Linked DNA regions of Mus musculus: region 2 is linked to region 1. The links are chromatin contacts, called in public promoter capture Hi-C maps. All regions are on one chromosome and are shown on one strand. The core of a region is the stretch at or near the end of the contact, and the rest is flanking DNA. Distances in the headings are between cores, read along the strand shown.

What was found. Promoter capture Hi-C pulls out the DNA fragments that hold promoters and counts their contacts.
Region 2: a contact with region 1 is called in a promoter capture Hi-C map of stem cell-derived epiblast-like cells, with 4 times the contacts expected there. The contact joins the promoter of 1700122O11Rik here to the promoter of Pgc in region 1. A contact is called at or near these places in 1 of 39 promoter capture datasets (stem cell-derived epiblast-like cells), 5 of 484 Hi-C or Micro-C datasets (CD4 T cells, Th1 cells and embryonic stem cells), 9 of 115 datasets of contacts at active chromatin or transcription factors (embryonic hindbrain, embryonic stem cells, large pre-B cells and 2 more) and 3 of 9 other capture datasets (embryonic stem cells, macrophages and pancreatic islet).

Annotation. Positions count from the first base shown.
Region 1 is chr17:47,723,814-47,728,796 of GRCm38.p6, forward strand. Pgc (progastricsin (pepsinogen C)) reads left to right here and starts at 3,029. Exons shown (of 9, transcript NM_025973.3): 1 at 3,029-3,151; 2 at 4,929-4,983. The coding sequence starts at 3,093.
Region 2 is chr17:48,036,307-48,040,358 of GRCm38.p6, forward strand. It overlaps 1700122O11Rik (RIKEN cDNA 1700122O11 gene), which reads right to left and starts at 1,987. Exons shown (of 3, transcript NM_029689.1): 1 at 1,908-1,987; 2 at 1,109-1,262; 3 at 439-975. The coding sequence starts at 1,965. The coding sequence ends at 462.

The DNA of each region.
Region 1 (4,983 bases), core at 1,779-4,278:
TTGTTTTTTGTTTTTTCAAGGCAGGGATTCTCTGTATAGCCCTGGCTGTCCTGGGACTCACTTTGTAGACCAGGTTGGCCTCGAACTCAGAAATCCACCTGCCTCTGCCTCCTGAGTGCTGGGATTAAAGGCATGCGCCAAGATGCCCAGCAAATGTAATTTTTAAAACACTCTGGGAAACAGCTTGTGACCTATCCAAGACTGTTGGAGTTGGAGATCCAGCGTGTGGAGGTCAGAGGGTGAGCTTGGGCAGAAAGCAGTGGATTGCTACCCAATACTACACCGTACAGAGAAAGATGGCCCTGCTGATATCTGAAGTGTCCTCAGGCCCTCCAGATCCATGACACATTAAAAAAAAAAAGTGAGCTTCTTAGATATTGTGCAGGGGACAGACCAGGGGCAGAGGAGATCTTAGGACATCTGGGAGCCCTGGAGTAATTGGCAGAGCTGTCAGAGGGCCAAGTTGGGTCCACAGGGGCTGTGGAATCACCTGTCAGCTGAGCAGGCACATCCTGGCCTGCTGCGGGTCAGGAATGCTCTATAGATGTGGCGGAACTTGGCCTAGAGATTTGACTGACAAGGACTCCTGGAGTTGTAGGGAGGCAAGGAAAAGTTCCTCAAGGCTGAGGTGGTGGAAGCCGGGAGGCCTCGCAGGACTTTAGAACACTCCATGGCTTTGGCAAGCTACTAACGATTTTCTCACTGTCTTTTCCCTGTTCCCCCAAATCTGAAGATCTCATCCCTTAGTCCACCAACCCAGACTCCAGTGCATCTCTGAAGACTCTAGGGAAGGAGGGCTGAGCTAGCCTTGAAACACAAGTCTGCAGAGACCTCCCTATCTGTGCCAGGCCCAGGCAGACACCTAGCCCTCCCACCTCCCCTCCCTCATCGCAGTCTTGGGGAGGCTCCAGTGCTCTGGCTGGGCGGTGGGTAGCAGTTGCCAGAGTGGAAAATTCCTACTGGAGAGATGACATACGTGCCTAGCAGATCTGATCCCAGCCTTCTGCCTACAATGCTCTGGTGTGTTAAATCTATATGGGGCCCTGAGTCTGGGGTAAAAGGTGACAGAGCTGGCAGGGGACTTTTTCCACTGACTCCAAATAGAGAGCTTGTTGGTGACCAGGTTGGTGGCCTAGCTAACTCAAGGCATGAAAAAGGTATAGCAAGGTTAGAGGGATGAAGGAGTGGTTAGTGGGATGGGTAAGTGCTTTGGAGAGGGTAATGGGGGAGACAGAGGGGCTTTGAGAATCCCTAAAGATAGAAGAGCAGGGCCTACTGGTATAGACCTGTAATCCTACCTACATAGTAGATAGGTAGTGTTGACTCTGGTGGACAATAAGTTCAAGGCCTGCCTAGACTACAGAGTGAGTTCAAGTCTAGCCTGTGCAAATTAGCAAGTGTCTGTCTCAAAAATAAAATATATCCATGCGTAGAAGCACACACCTACAATCCCTGAACTTGGGAAGCTAGGGCAGAGAGACGGTTGAGAATTCTGGGCCACCCTGGGCTGCAGAGTGAGTTCCAAGTCAACTTGGTCTATCGTGGGAGATTTTGTTTCCAAACTAAAAGAAAAAATAGCCTAGGTCGTGCCAGCCTGGAGATGAGTTTAAATTCATCACCCACATAAAGAGCAGGCCATGACTATATGGCATGTGTCTATAACCCTCGCACCCGAGGACAGAGGCAGATAGAGCCCAGGGACTCACCAGCCTTCAGTTTACATGAGGCAGCAGGCTCAGTACTCAGTGAGAGATCCCATCTTTCAAATATAAGGTGAGGGGGCCAGCAAAATAGCTCAGTGGGTAAAGGAGCTTGCCATCAAGCCTGAGACTCCCCAGGACCCACTTGGTAGAAGAAGAGAAAAACCCCCTGCAGTGGTGACACATTGAGCGACGCCCCCATCCCCTCCCACCACCCCTTATTTGAAAATTTTAAAAAATGAAGGTAGATACGCACTTGAAGAAGACATTCTAACATCTGCCTCTGGCTTCCACATGTACCTGCATAGGTGAAAGTGTGCAGGCGCACACACATACACCATATGAACACATCCACAAACCGGCTCAGTGGTTGACTGGCACACATGAGACCCTAGGTTCAACCCCCAGACCCCCAACCAAATAAAGCTCCCAGATAGCAACGGGGAGGGAAGAGAGACAGCGGGAGAAAGAGCAGGGTGCAGGTGTGGCCCCTCCATTCACACCCTGCTCTTAGAACGCAGCTCACATGGCTGTATGGTGTGATTCTCCTCTGGGAGTGATTCCCGCTGAATTGGGACAGGACTTCATGCCGAAAGCTTCCAAACCACCACTCCGTTCTGACTCCATCTGCTAGCCCCGACCTCAGCATCAGTACTGTCACCACAGACTGCTGCCCCTGAACCCCAGCTCCCAGAAGTTTAAGGGGGATTGGGAATCATGACTTAAGTCAGACCTCCAAGTATGTTGCAAGTATGGTGGACTAGGCGGTTCCTCAAGAGCTTGTCTCCAAGGGGAAACCAAAAATGCCTGGAGTCATTTTGGTGGCTACAGCCTAGGGTTGGGGAGGGGAGCAAGTAGGGGCTGCTATTAGCATTTAGTGGGAAGATGGGGTTATTGGTAGCATCCTACAGTGAACAGATCATGCCCAGAAACAAAGAATTATTTGCTTCCAAATATCATTGGAGACAAGCTTGAGGGACCAACTGTCAGGTCCCAGGCCCCTTCTTCAAGCCCTCACCTCAAACACCTCTATGGCGCCTCTGATTCCCAGAGGTGCAATCTTTGCCACTTCACTGTGCGGCTGCTTTGTTCCCTCATATCGCAGCTACCTCCTGGCCTTCCCTGCTTGAAGTAAGAAAGTCAATAAGATGAAAAATGTCCTGGTCCTGCTCCAGAAGGAAAAACACACAGAAACTATTGATACTTGGAGTCCAAGGGACATCTTGGCTTGGGGCGGGGCAGGGGGGCGGCATGCTTGCCCAGGCTGGGAGTCAGGGGCTGGGCTAGCTCCTGGGTGTATAAAAGGAAGGAGTCCCGCTCAGCTCTCCACTCCACCGCAACGGTCGAGCTCGAAGTGATTTCTTCCAGTGAGACCAGCTGCAAACCGGCATCATGAAGTGGATGGTGGTCGCCTTGCTCTGCCTCCCACTCCTGGAGGCAGCTTTGATCAGGTGAGACTGGAGAATGGCTCTAGGCTCGGAGACCCTCAGGCGGGAACCTGGACTCTGGTGCCTATGAAGGTGTCAGATCCCCTGGGACAGGCATTACAACAGGTTGTGGGTGCTGAGACTCGAACCCTGCACTTCTGGGAAAGCAAACTGTGCTCTTAAACCACGGAGCCATGCCTTCAGCCCCTTCATATGTATTAATAGTGATCCAAAGATACTGTAGTGGGGAGGATTACACAGGTTATAAGGAATACTCATGGATTTGAGCATCTGTAGATTTTGATAGTTCATAATTTTTAAAAAGTTTTTTCTTTAAAATTTGTGTGTGTGTGTGTGTGTGTGTATGTGGGATGATGAGATAAGTGTGCCTGGGCCACTGAATATTTGTGGAGGTCAGAGGACAGATCCAAGGAGTCAGGGCCTCCTTCTACCCTATGGTACTAGGAGCTACACTCAAGTCTTCAGGCTTGGCAGCAAGCCCCTTTCCCTGTTAAGCCATCTTGCCAGGCCTGCTACCTGGTAGTTTCTTGGGTGAAAGGCCAGCTAGCTTAAGCTAGCATGGTGCAACCGCAGTACAGGTGAATGGTGTGCCCTCCCGTGGAGGTGTAAGCAGAGAGACCCTGGAATCCTAGAGTCCTACGAGAATGAGGAGTTACAATGGAAAGAAAGAATACAAGAAAAAGGAATTCTAGGTTGCAGTGCACGCAGGTGGCTCTGCAGAGACCCTTGGGCAATGGCAGCCCACTTGGATCACGCTCATGGTGCCATTGGCAGAAGCCATGACCCCTATGCTCTAACTCTGGAGTTCACAAGTCACTTCCCTGTGGACTGTTCCACGAGGCACAGTGATGTCCCTGGGTTGTAAAGTTATCAATAAGTAGGGGGATCAGCACGATTCCCCTTCTTCCACACTCTGTCCCGTCGGTTGGTTGGTACTTGGTGCCAGAGGACCACCATAGGAAAGGACACTTTGGGGTGAACCTGCTTTCTCTGGCACCTTTAAAAAAGTGTAGCACCATGGACTGGGATGTGGCTCAGTTGGTAGGATACTTGCCTAGCATGTATGATGCTCTGGCTTTGACCCTCAGCACTCTAGAAACTGGGTGTGGTGGCAGAAGAAGGAGGATCAGAAGTTAGAGGCCGCTTTTTGATTCATATCAAGTTTGAGGCCAGCCTGAGACATGTGAGACCCAGTTTCAAAAACATAAACTCACTGATTCTAATAAGGACAATTCTCCAAGTCACCTTCCTGTTCCTGGGGAGAATTACAGGCTGTAGTAGAACAGGGGCCCTTGAGCCAGGCGTTGGTGGTGCACGCCTTTAATCCCAGCACTTGGGAGGCAGAGGCAGGCGGATTTATGAGTTCGAGGCCAGCCTGGTCTACAAAGTGAGTTCCAGGACAGCCAGGGCTATACAGAGAAACCCTGTCTCGAAAAAAACCAAAGAACAGGGGCCCTGGGCAGCCTTTTATGTGGGGTGAGGATGGATAAAGTTGAAGTTGGTTAACTTCCGAATCTTGGAGCAAACATTAAGGAGGAGTTTGAGCGAGGGAGGAAGTAGAAAGAAAAAGATGAAGGGGAAGAAAAACTAGGAAGAATGGAAAGCGAGAGATGGAGAGGAGAGATAGAGATTCAGTGGGCGTGCTTGGGGGCAGACTGGCAGAGAGACTGAGACACACGGACAGAGCTAGGAGACACACAGAGAGAGAGAGGTATGGAAGGAGAAAGGGAAGAAAGAAGAAGGCAGGGCCCGGGCCTGACACATCCACCGCCTTCCACAGGGTCCCCCTGAAGAAAATGAAGAGTATCCGGGAGACCATGAAGGAACAAGGTGTC
Region 2 (4,052 bases), core at 737-3,236, 310 kb after region 1:
CAGTCGTATGCCAAAGGGACACAGGATACAACAGCAGAAGCCCCCTTGACCAGAATAGGAACAACTTGAGCAGCCGAATAAATACACCAGCGTTACATACTCCAAGTGTATTATAAATATCCCCGAGTCCATAATGACTTAAATAATAAAGTAAATGAGAGTGAAATCTCTGTGCTAAGCGATGTGAACAAAAAGCTAAGACTGTAGCTCAGACTGTACACTGGGCATTGCCTGTAGCCCAAGTACTCCAGAGAGAGGCAGGAGGATTAGAGGTTCCAGGTCTTTCTTGGCTACATAGCGAGTTTGACATCAGTCTGGGCAACAAGAGACCCGGGAGGGAGGGAGGGAGGAACCTGACCTATGTTTCAATCTTTTAGAAATATCGTGAAGATTTCATGAGCTAATACATCTCAAAGTGCCTAGAACTGTGTTAGACTGTTGCTGGTGTAACAAAAAAATATTTATTTTGAAGGAAGATGAGGCAAAGGGTTGCCCCAGGCACCTGGGGTGTGGGTGACCTCTTTGGCAGAGGGTGTGTGTTGTCCCTTAAGAGCAGAGCTCTTGGAGGGAGGGTTGATAATAACCGGAGGCCACATTGACATTGCGGTCTGCTGTTGCCCTGTCTTGGGCATAGTAGATCTCTTAGGGGAGACCTTGGGTGGAAGTCTGGGAACTGCTTTGGGCATCTTCAATCTGGACGCTGATAGAGGCTCCATCAGAGGCTGGTTTCTTAGCCAGCTAGACTCTTCTCTAGATCCCAATGAGGGCAAGGTTTTAGGGGTGGGGCAGGAAGTCATGGAGGGTAGGGGGTGGAGCCTCATCTTTGAGCTCAATCTGCAGCCGCAGAGGCAGGTTCCACGGAGTGAGGGCAGGGAGAAATCTTCCCACCACTGGGCTTGCTCTGGGGAGGGCCTGGGCCAAGCCATCAGGCCCCACACTGAGTTCTGCTTGGGTACTCCAAGAAGGGCCTTGATCCTGAGCAAAAGGAAGGAAGAGTGGAGTCAGGGAGTGGAGATAGAGGGGCAGCGGACCGATATGGTCATAGAGTGAGGCTCTCCAGAGCCGGGAGGGACAGGAGGAAGAAGGAAGGCGCTGTGTCTCAACACACCTGTTTTGTTCTTCTTTCTCTTGCTCTTGGTCTACATTCTCCTTCCCTGTTTCTTCTTCTTCCTCCTCTTCCTCAAGTTTTATTTTGTTCCAAATATCTTCCAATGATGAGATCTTGGACATAGGACTGAAGATAGAATTCACCCATCTTTCCTCTTAAAAAAAGGGGGGGGGATGGTAGGAACCTCATATCAAGAGAATCCAGGATTGACAGATTCAGGGTTGGGGAAGAACCAAATTCCTTCCCTAGCTCACACTCTCACCCCAGATTTAGGCCTTAGGCCTACCAACGCTGGACTATTTGGATGGCAATCTTGCCACTTAGAATATAGTGACAAACCCCCCTAGCTTTTTTTTTTTTTCTGAGGCAGTGTCTCACTATGTAGTCCAAGCTGGCTTCAAACTCTCAATTCCCCTGACTGATGCAGTCTTCCAAGTGCTGGATCACAGATTTGTGAGGCTACACCTGGCTCTCAGTCCCCTCTGCCTGACAAAAACTCTACCAGTTAGGTGACTCAAGGCCCAAGCCTGGACCATTCATCACTTTGACAGATGCTTTGAATCAGTCCCCTCAGTCCCTCTCTCCTCCGATGGCTACCATTACCTTTGTTTGTACCTGGCACGTCAGGGACGCTTACAGAGAGCCTTACTAAGCCATAGTGGGGCTTTCTTCCTTGAACACACACACACACACATGCACAGGAACACGCACACACGCACGCACACACACTTCTAACCAGTACTTCTGTATAGATTTGGGGTTGAGATTATTTCTGCTCATGTCTGTCCATGAGACAGACCTCCAAAGTCACTTGGCCAGTGGCTGACAGGCCACGGGACATGCCCATGCCACTCCATCCTATCCACTCGGAGTAGAAGGGAAGGGAATGTGAGCAAGAACTTCTTTATCTTAGCTTAAAGGGAGGAGCCACACCTCCAAACCTATTGTGACATCATCCTTGTGAGCCATAAGTCCAAAGGAGCCATCATGTCTTTACCAAATCTAGCTCCTTAGGGTCTCTGGGATGTTAACTCTCCTTCCATTTCCCCAGCTCCTCTGTGGAATGGATGAGATACCACAGAGCCCACAGTTCAGCTGGGGACCCCTCTCCTCTGAAGAGTCAGGTGCTGCTGGGATTAAAGGTAGCACCAGCAATGCCTGACTGGTTTTGAGACAAGATCTCATGATGTAGTCCAAGTTAGTCTGCTACTTCCGACCTGTTTGTCTCCACCTTCAAAGATTAGTATGTGGGCAGATACCCTTGTGCCTGACCTTGAGAGTGTTTCTAGACATTGATGATAAACTTCGATGCTCACTACATTTGACTGGAGAAGGAGAATCTGATGTGGGTATTTTGTTCTTGCTTTTGACAAGTCTCTTGGTTAGCCCAGGCTGGTTTCAAACTCATTATCCTCCAGTCTCAGCCCCCTGAATACTGGAATAGCGGGCATGGAGAGCCTAAATTTCTACAGTAGTATAGCTGGAGTCCTAAGCTTAGGCTAATTTCTGAGCAGGAACGTGAAGAACTGGCAAGATCTCTCTGCCCTCCAGTTGGTGCTGAAATGCCCCTGACCTGGAACCTCACAGTCTTCTTTCTGTTCCTGCTGTGGAACTTTAAGGTGTGTGGTTGTCTTGGGAGTATGCAAGGGGATGGGTATACCAAGTGTCCCTTCGTGGCTCTTGTCTCTCTTCCTTGTTTTTATTGGCTAGAGTAAAGAGATCAAGTCCAGCACAACAGCTGGCCTGCCTGTCTAGGGAATCTTAGAGAAGAAAGGGCTAGGGTTTGATGACCTAGAAGGCCGAGGAACACAATCCAGGCTGAAGAAGGAAGCCTGCAGGTAAGTGTGAAGTGAACGCTTGGGATTTCCTTACTGGCTACCCTGGGCAAGCATCTCCATCTCCTAGAGCCCCATTATCTTCATCTGCAAAGTGGAACGCAAGTTGGTTCCCATCTCTCCAGCTCATGCAGAGAGAGTAGATGGTGCAAGAGAAAAGGAGTGGCTGGCACACAGTAGGACCCCAGATATTGCAAATAATACATATTGCCGGCCACAAAGTGTTGTGCACTTTCCTTCGAGTCCCACCTCTCTACCATCTGCCTCTACTTAAAAACAATCCCTCCCTCCCACGTGAGTAATTTTCCCTCTCAGTAGCTCCCTGAAGCTGACAGCAACCAACTCTGGGCGGAGTCCCGCAGAGGCTCCTGCCCATTAGTCAGGGTTTCCAAGGCCCTGCCTGGGACTCCCCCCTCCTCCCTCTAGGCAAGGACAGGAAGTGGGGACTTTGAGAGTTGCAGTCTTCCCCCGCAGTCACTATGCCTGCAGTCAGTCAGTGTCTCCCACGGAGGGCGAAACACGGGCCACCTGCTTCTGCCTTCTACTGTTCAGTCCCTGCAGTGGTCCTGACGGCCGGGCAACTGGGCAACCCGTGTGGGCTTGAGCTCTAGGATAAATTTACTACGCGACGTTGAAGAAGCTGTCCTCTGGGTCTCAGTGTAAAAGATAAAAGATAAAAAGCGGCTGCCCCTTGCTGCCTAGTGTATTGACATAAGTTCCATTCCAGGGACCCCTAAGTGTGGAAGGCAAAACCTGGTTCTCACAAGTTGTCCTCGGGCAACTGCCCCTCCCCCAATAAAGTTAATTTTTGAAACAACAACAACAACAACAACAATTTTATAATTTAATGATACACGTTGTTCAAATAGAGGAAGAGGAGGAAGTTGAAATGGGAGTTTACTCAGTAGAGTCCAGGCGCTGGTCTTTAAGGGACATCGATTCCGGAAACTATCTAAATTGTGGCCTCCAATTGCCCAGAAAATCCCAGGATCGAGACCAGTTTGACCAAGGTCCTTCTAACTTTGCTTCTCTAGTTGCAGCCTCCGCGGAGGATGGTGGCGGTGGTGTGTGTGTGTGTGTGTGTGTGTGTGTGTGTGTGTGTGTTGGTG